2 separate regions of the Mus musculus genome follow, and region 2 is linked to region 1. Evidence: chromatin contacts called from public HiChIP or PLAC-seq data. All regions are on one chromosome and are shown on one strand. Each heading gives the region's core, a stretch centred on a gene start, on an enhancer-like site or on the middle of the called end of the contact. The rest is flanking DNA. Distances are from core to core; before and after follow the strand shown. Region 1 has its middle 20 kb from the start of Gm36340. Region 2 has its middle 39 kb from the start of Gm38992.

Region 1 (3,900 bases), core at 1,024-3,523:
GCTGTAGCAGTCGGGAAGTGATAACTTTGGGCCGTTAAAAAAAAAAAAAAAAAAAAAAGAAAGCCAATAGCCTTGTTGACATGGACATGGGAACCTAACCCCTGAAGCCTCCTGGTATGACGCATTGATTTTCCTGTCCGTGTACAGTTCTAAAGCCATCCATTCTGCATGGTCAAGACTCCAAGGGCCAGCGAGAGAAGGGGGGAAAAATCTGATCTTGCCTGGTACCTCCAGGCAAAGCTGAGAAATAAATTCCATGTTTTGAGAGCTGATTTGTTCAAGCTATGTTTAAGGGAATATGACTGCATTAAAAAAGAGACAAAAAGATATTTTGTTGCCCTGACCCCCTTTTACCTGTGGACACCCATCTTTATGCCAAAACCTTCATACCATAGGCTGACTTAGAAAGGGTGTAGGATGTTGGGGGGGTGGGGAATAAGGACAGCTTTGGCAAGCAAGAAGTTTCTTTCTTTATGATGCCATTAAGCTGCCTGAAAATTCCTCAAATAATCCTGTTCTACCCACCTGCCATTTCTGAGTCCTGTGTGAGTATGAGTTTTATAGACACTCTTGCTCCTTGTTTTGGGGTTCCTTGAACCCTTGCAATGGCTCTGCTTGCTTTGAAATCCTTTTGGTCCACAGCTAAGCCAGGCCAAGTTGACCCTCCCTTCAGGTCTGCCTCTGAGGCATCCCAACCCACCCTCCCCACGAACAGGGGCAGCTGGGCACTACTAGATCCCAGAAGAGCCTTCTAGGATGGCCTGGCCTTCTCCAGGGGACCCCCAGGGTCCTCATCCATGCCATCCTGGTCTCTGTAACAACCCAAACTCCTGCCTGTTCTCGGCTGTGACAAGCAGGGAAGTTGGGTGAAGGAGAGAGAATCCGGGCTTTGGGGAAATTTGCTGAGATGCCGCCTGGGGATCCCGTGAGCAGCCAGTTTTACGTGCTCAGGACTTTCTGGAGCATTTAGCTATTTTAGCCGCAAATAAAGAAAGCTTTGGCATCGGTCAGGAGGCAGCCATCACAGAGGTGGGAGACTAGCGTTCGAATTGCACGTTTGCAGAGCCTTTCTTCGAAGTATTACATACATCATTTCCTGGTGCAGAGGAACACTGAGCTCAAAAAAATAAATAAATAAATAAAAAAGAGATCAAAAATTATAAAAATTTTCTGACCTAGACAGAACTAAAAGCTGAATGCAAACCCAGAAAACACTAAAATGAATTTCCTCACAAGATTTCTGTACACACCCAGCGTCAGCTTATCCCAAGTGTATACAGTGCAACACGATACCAGCAGGCAAGCACTCTAGTTAATGTCCTAAACCCAGTCACACAAAACATTCCTGCCAGATAACTGCATCTCACTCCTCTTATAGAAGAGTATTCTTAAATTAGGTTGGTGTGAATGTGTTTGTATATTTATTATTAAAATACTTACTGTTCTGCCTTTTGAAGTCGATGGACAAATGATTTAGGAGTGGAAATAGACGAGAAACAAAATTAATGCAAATAATGTGTTGATTTTTTTTTTTAGCTTGATTAGCCAAGCCAATGGAAAATTCTAGAAAACGTATACAATTATTTTAACTGTCACAGGCTGGCAATTGTAATTGACATGATTTGTACGAGATGCAGTGTAATAACTGAATATATTAAAAAAAAATCTCATGCCTTGATTACCAGGAGAACATTACTAGTGCCAGGATATTATTAACAGCACAATTATTGTGGCATCCTTAGGATACGCTGTTAGCACTTCAATGCATTAGTGAACCTTTGCTAACGAAGAAAAAATTAAAGTACAGCAAATTTCAAAGCACCAGTTGTACCCAATATCATTAAAAATTTATAAAACTTCCTCTGAACATGACAAGTGTTTGGTTTAAATGAAGATCAGCCACAAGGAGAGAGCAGAAATCCTGATACTCTTTGTCTCCGTCCTCACCCTCCCTCTCTCCCTCTCCCGGTTCTCCCAGACCTCCCCAGCCGGCACCACCTCAATCCAGCTGAAATATGTAACCATTACAGAGTGACAGCTTGACACACAATGACCCGTCAGAACATTCATCTCACAATGTTTTATTTTAGTGAGGAGCCAAACTGCAGAAAAAAAAGTAAGCAAGTTGTTTCAAGGCTTGGAAGGAGATCAAACATTTCTGGCATGCCCACTTACCAGACCTTTGATTTACAATGGACTTGTCAGAGCCCGATTAGACAGTGTGTGCTTAAAAACCTACAGAGGCTTCTCAATTGCCCCAGCACACCACCATCTCCCCCATGGAGAGCGCCCCTTTGTTCCCAGGTCCCGCAAATGCTGGCTACAGCATGGAAGCATGCACCCTTGCAAGGGAGCCAGGGAATAAACCCAACCCAGTTAAGCGGCTGCAATGAAATCTCTTTTGCCAAGGAAGGGGTGAGGGGTGAGGGAGAGGAGAGAGAGGGGCCCATGCAAGATGAGTTCTACCCACCCGTTTCTGTCTTTACCTCTTCCCTCCAAATCAAAAGTTATCATCTTTCCCAGGAAAGCCATACTGAGTGATTGCTACCATTGGTGGGGCGAGCTTTCACAACTTTATTCAAATGGAAACAGCTTTATTTAAAAAAAAAAAAGAAAGAAAGAAAGAAAAAAAAGAAAAGAAAAAAAAAGAATTGGACCAAAAGTGCAGGTGTTTAAAATATGTTCACGGTATTACGATTTTTGCTAGTAATTACAACTAGGAAATAGCTGGAAATATATTGTTTCAATTTGTATGGAGAACAATTGCAGAGCCTGCGCACTCCGCATGATCTGTGCCTGGCTGGCATCGGAATGTGTAATTCCTTAACCCTATATGGAGGCCCAGGCCTCGCCGGGGCAAATTATGAATCCATGTGTTTGGAGGGCCAGAGTAGTAAATTCAGTTTCTTGTGTATCCATTACAATGCGATCCGACATGTGTGATTTATGGAATATTAAGTTAATACAGTATTATGAAATTAGCTTAATGCACTAAAGCTGTAATTTTAAAGTGAAAAACAATACAACGGGGCGTAAACAATATCAACATTAGCATTTCATGAAAGCTGAAACCAATTCACTCAAAATGTGTCTGGAGAGTCACAGATTTACCTCTTCTGCCAGGGACCAAGGCTCATAGGACTTTGAGACCTCAGGACCACATCTCTAGAGGCCAACCCCCTCTCCCTCTAACTGAACTTGGCTAGGGCAGCCATGGGTATTAACCAGGGCAGCTGCCCCTCAGGGAATCTGCCAGGACTGTGCAGGCCAAGGAGGAAGGGCCTCCTGCTCCTAAACACATACACACACACACACTCACACACACACACACACACACACACACACACACACACCTCCTAAGCAGAGCCCAGGGAGAGACAGCTGGGACACCAGATGCAACTGAGGGTACTTGAAGTCCCCAGCTCGGAATGAATGACACTCTAAGGTCAGGCAAATCTTGTTGAGTCCAGACAAAAAACAAATCTAGTCAAGTTGTTCTCAGATCCTTTGAGAAAAAAAATCTTAACCGGTATCAGGCAGAGACTTGTGACATGACAACGTAGCAAAATGGTCGGTTCTATGACGTTCGGCCCCCACAGTCCACATGCCCAGCATGCCTCCTGCAGACCAGCCCAAGATTCACAGGAGAGCTGAACGGCAGAGTAGTGGGCTGGCAATCATAGTGGAGGGTGTTGGTGTTAATCAAACGCAGGGTCTTCCTGTCCCTGATCTTCTTGTCCACCCCCTGCTTCCTAGCACCAAGGATCCTCTGGGACTGAGGAACAGCAGGCACAAAGAAGGCCTGGTATTTGTGATGCCAAGTGCATTCTGGGGCAAAGGCAAAAGAGGAGCCGAAGAGCCTTACCACACCGTCCTTAGCTTTCACCTGCACTAGCCAAA
Region 2 (3,900 bases), core at 411-2,910, 370 kb before region 1:
TAAATTCCAGAGTCAGTCCTGCAAAGGTGGGAAGGAGTGGGCTGCTTCTAAACTCTTGTCAGAGGCTTCAGCTCCCCTCCTCTTCTGCCTATAGCCCTTTGAATAAAAGAAGTAGATGCAGACCCTAAGAAGCCGAGGATATTTGAGAACGCCAGAATTGACTGGCAGCTCTCTAATAAGCTGCCTTTTGGTTCCACCCACCTGCTCTGAGCTTGATGAAGGTGCTTGCCTCCTTTAGGGACCAGCTCCTGAGAGTGCCCTCTCCTAAGCTTGGGGATGGACCCAAAATCTAGCTCCAAGATCTATTCAGCTCCTCTGGTTGCCTAGCCTGGCTCAGCCCGTGTCAAGCACAGTGACACTCAGGACTGAGGGTGAGTAACAGAAAGACTCAGGTTTCCCTTTTCTTTCTTTCTTTTTTTTTATATATTGTTTATTATTAAGTATTTTCCTCAACTACATTTAGAATGCTATCCCAAAAGTCCCCCATACCCTCCCCCCCCTACTTCCCTACCCACCCATTCCCATTTTTTTGGTCCTGGCATTCCCCTGTACTGGGGCATATAAAGTTTGCGTGTCCAATGGGCCTCTCTTTCCAGTGATGGCCGACTAGGCCATCTTTTGATACATATGCAGCTAGAGTCAAGAGCTCCGGGGTACTGGTTAGTTCATAATGTTGTTGCACCTACAGGGTTGTAGATCTCTTTAGCTCCTTGGATACTTTCTCTAGCTCCTCCATTGGGGGCCCTGTGATCCATCCAATAGCTGACTGTGAGCATCCCTTTTCATTGGAGTCTGTGAACCTGACAAGGCAGCTCATTATCACGGGAAGATCCTGTCTGGAAATCTCACTCACTAAGGAAGTGAGTCAAGAAGCCAAGAAGTGAAGGCAGTGGTCTTAAACCCTATGGCTGCCAACCGAGGGTCTGTGTCTGTCTAGCTAGAATAGCTGTTCTGTATTGACCTTGCTCTGTCTCCCTTCTGCTTTTACTCCTTCTCCCGAGTTTGTCTCTCTCTCTCCTAATAGCCATTCTTCTTTCCTTGATCCCTTCTCCCCTCCCCTTCCCCTCGTCTTCTTTCCTTATTCTTAACATATACAAGCAGTGAATCCCAACAATCCTTGGGCTGGGGGGAAGGGGGAAGGAAGAGGTGGACAGGTGGCAGGGGGAAGAGAGAAGGGTGATGGGGGGAACTTCTTGGGAGACAAACTTCCAAACGGACCAGTGTTAAGTTACATGGTCTCTTGAGTCCTAGTTTTCTCTGGACTCCCAGGGGAGTGTCTGCTACATGTCACTCTGAGGAAACCCCAATGCACCTAGAATGGCCCTAGATGAGCCTCCTAGCAACCAACTCCCTCTAATTCTTCCCATGGCAGACTTCCAGGTCCCTAGAGAAAGTCTGCTCTTGCCCTGAACCAGTGGAACCCATGAAGAAGACATGCAAGTTAAGTGGAACCAGGTAAGTCACAAGGGCAGCCAAAAACCTCACAACCAAATCCATCTTTTCCTTGGGTTTGTGTGATGGCAGCCTCCATATCTGCACGCCGAAACCCTAGTAGTCCTCCACACCCAGATTTATCCTTGAAGTCCAGTACTACACATGGCCACACAGTGCAGCAGAGGCTCAGACACCAGCCATGTGCTGTCTGCAGATGCCCGTGTAGGAGGCGGGTGGGATGCTTGCCGCCCTTTGTCTACCTCAGTGATGAATGCTTGTTGACATGACTAAACAAAGGTATTATTAGCAGATTACATCGGAGAGGCTGGACCGCTTGGAAAGAGGGCAACAAGAGCCCTGGGCCTGCTCGACTCCCAATTACTCCACAAAAGCCTAAACCATCGGGTCAGGGATAAAAGCGAATAAATGTTTCTAAATTCTTATCTTAAACACACTTAAGCTTAAAGCTATTTAACTGGGGCTTTAAAAGCATGTGAGCTTCACGGAGCCCAGCTACCTGCCTCATTCTCTTTCTCTTATTTTTGCTTTTATCCTTTTAGTCTTGAAGAAGCCCTAATTAGAAGCTTGAACAGGGCTCTCTCTCTCTGCCCTTAAATCAGTAATTGGCTTCAGTGCAAAGACTGTCAGGAAATTAACACATCACAACATGACAGCTGTTAATTTTTTCTCCTTATTTGTCATGTGATTCACTGCTGATTTACCAGAGTGCATAACAAATTAGTGGGCTGTAATCAGAGGCCTCTCTCCTGCGAGCTGTACCATCTCCACCCCCCCACCCCGTCCTCCTTTCCAACCCCCCTCTTTTTCTCTCTCTCCCACCAAAGTCCATTACTTCACCGCTTCAGAGAGATGGCTGTTCCTAGGTGTGTCATTGTCAATAAATCAAAATAAGCAAATGCTAAAAGCGCAAGAAGCTCTTTAAACTTTGATGAAGGCTTTTAGTTACATTTTTAAACTTACACTCATAACTGGAATTTTTTTTTTTAAATTGTCACTCCCTGGTAGTGATAGACTGTCAGGTTTCCAGTCATTTCCTCATCCCGACATGCCAGGGAAGGTGGAATTTCCAAGTGTCATTTGCACAAGTGCTGGCTGAGATGAGGTGGAGGAGGTGTCAGGGAAGAGAAGGAGGGAGGCGAGCACTGTGGATTCTAACGGGGTCCGATGAAAAAGGTCTTGCTTTTCTGGGCAAGTGATATAGGGGAGAGATGGGCCAGAGAATAGGGAGATGCATAAGGGGAGAAGTCTAGGCATGAGGAAGTCCTGGGTTCTGGGGCATCCTCATAGCCAAGGCATCTAACTTGATCCTTTGCCCACTGATGGATCACATGAAAGAGTGCAAGCCTTTGTTTGAATGTCATCACAATGACAGCTGGGACCACCAAGGACAGTTGTGGATTCTGGAACTTTACCTCTAGCGCAGCCATGCAGATGTGCCATTGGTAGGTCTCATGCTTGGCATGATGCCCGCAGAAGGGAGTAAGCACAGGAAAGTACAGCAGTAAGGGGGCTTCCAGAGTGGGCTTCGGTGTCACACTCTGGTGAGAGAAGCAAATCTCTGCGCACCTGAGCTGTGCAGAGTCTATGTGGAGAATGATTTCTTTCTCACACAGAATCTTTCTGGACTGAGATGTGGCCTAGCTCATTTGGGTCCGAGAGAGTGAATGATAGCTTCATGTCGGGGGCACAGTCTCTTGGGTTCTGCCAGCATGTTCTCTGAGCTGTTATAGACATGCTGTAACTGAGAGTGAGACTATCAGGAGTAGCTCTCGCCATCCGTCTAACCACCTGCCCATCCATCTACTGATCCACTCACCCTCCATCTACCACCCACCTACCTACCCCATTCAGACAGCCCCCTATCCATATCCACTCACGGGCCCATCCATCCATCCACCTATCCACTCCTTCTTCACTTACCCATCAACCCACTTGTCTACTCGCCCATTCATCCTTGCATGCATGCATACAGGGTAAGTCCATCCCCTCATCCATCCATTCATTCACCAACACAACCACATACCTTCATCTACCTATCCATCCATCCATCTGTCTACCCATCCATCCATCCGTCTACCCATCCATCCATCTGTCTACCCATCCATCCATTAACTTATCCATTCACCTATCTTGCCACTTGTTCATTTATTCACCTTGATTTACTACCCAACCACCTATCCACACATTCTCCCAACTGTCTAATATACATCACTCCATTCACCCACCCACCTATCCATCCTTCAATCTATACATCACTCCATTCACACATCCATCCATCCATCCATCCATCCATCTATCCATCCATCCATCTATCCATCCATCAATGCATCTCATTATTCATCCATTAACACATCTCTCTATCATCAATGTGCTTTGTGTGTGGCTTCATGGCATAAAGCCAACACATGAACCAGACAGTGATGAGGAGAAGTAGATGGGTGCTGG

The links. HiChIP or PLAC-seq counts read pairs in DNA pulled down with a chosen protein or histone mark.
Region 2: a contact with region 1 is called in an H3K4me3 HiChIP or PLAC-seq map of embryonic basal ganglia, with 4 times the contacts expected there. The contact joins two enhancer-like sites. A contact is called at or near these places in 2 of 115 datasets of contacts at active chromatin or transcription factors (astrocytes and embryonic basal ganglia).

What each region holds. Positions count from the first base shown.
Region 1 is chr7:36,132,159-36,136,058 of GRCm38.p6, reverse strand. No RefSeq gene overlaps it. Among named protein-coding and RNA genes, the nearest start is that of Gm36340, 20 kb to the left of the region's middle. Within about 2 kb of position 2,273, at least 31 of the 459 cell types and tissues checked have an H3K27ac peak or open chromatin away from gene starts, as enhancers often do. A contact at or near this core is called in embryonic basal ganglia, where this site is marked.
Region 2 is chr7:36,502,476-36,506,375 of GRCm38.p6, reverse strand. No RefSeq gene overlaps it. Among named protein-coding and RNA genes, the nearest start is that of Gm38992, 39 kb to the left of the region's middle. Within about 2 kb of position 1,660, at least 17 of the 459 cell types and tissues checked have an H3K27ac peak or open chromatin away from gene starts, as enhancers often do. A contact at or near this core is called in embryonic basal ganglia, where this site is marked.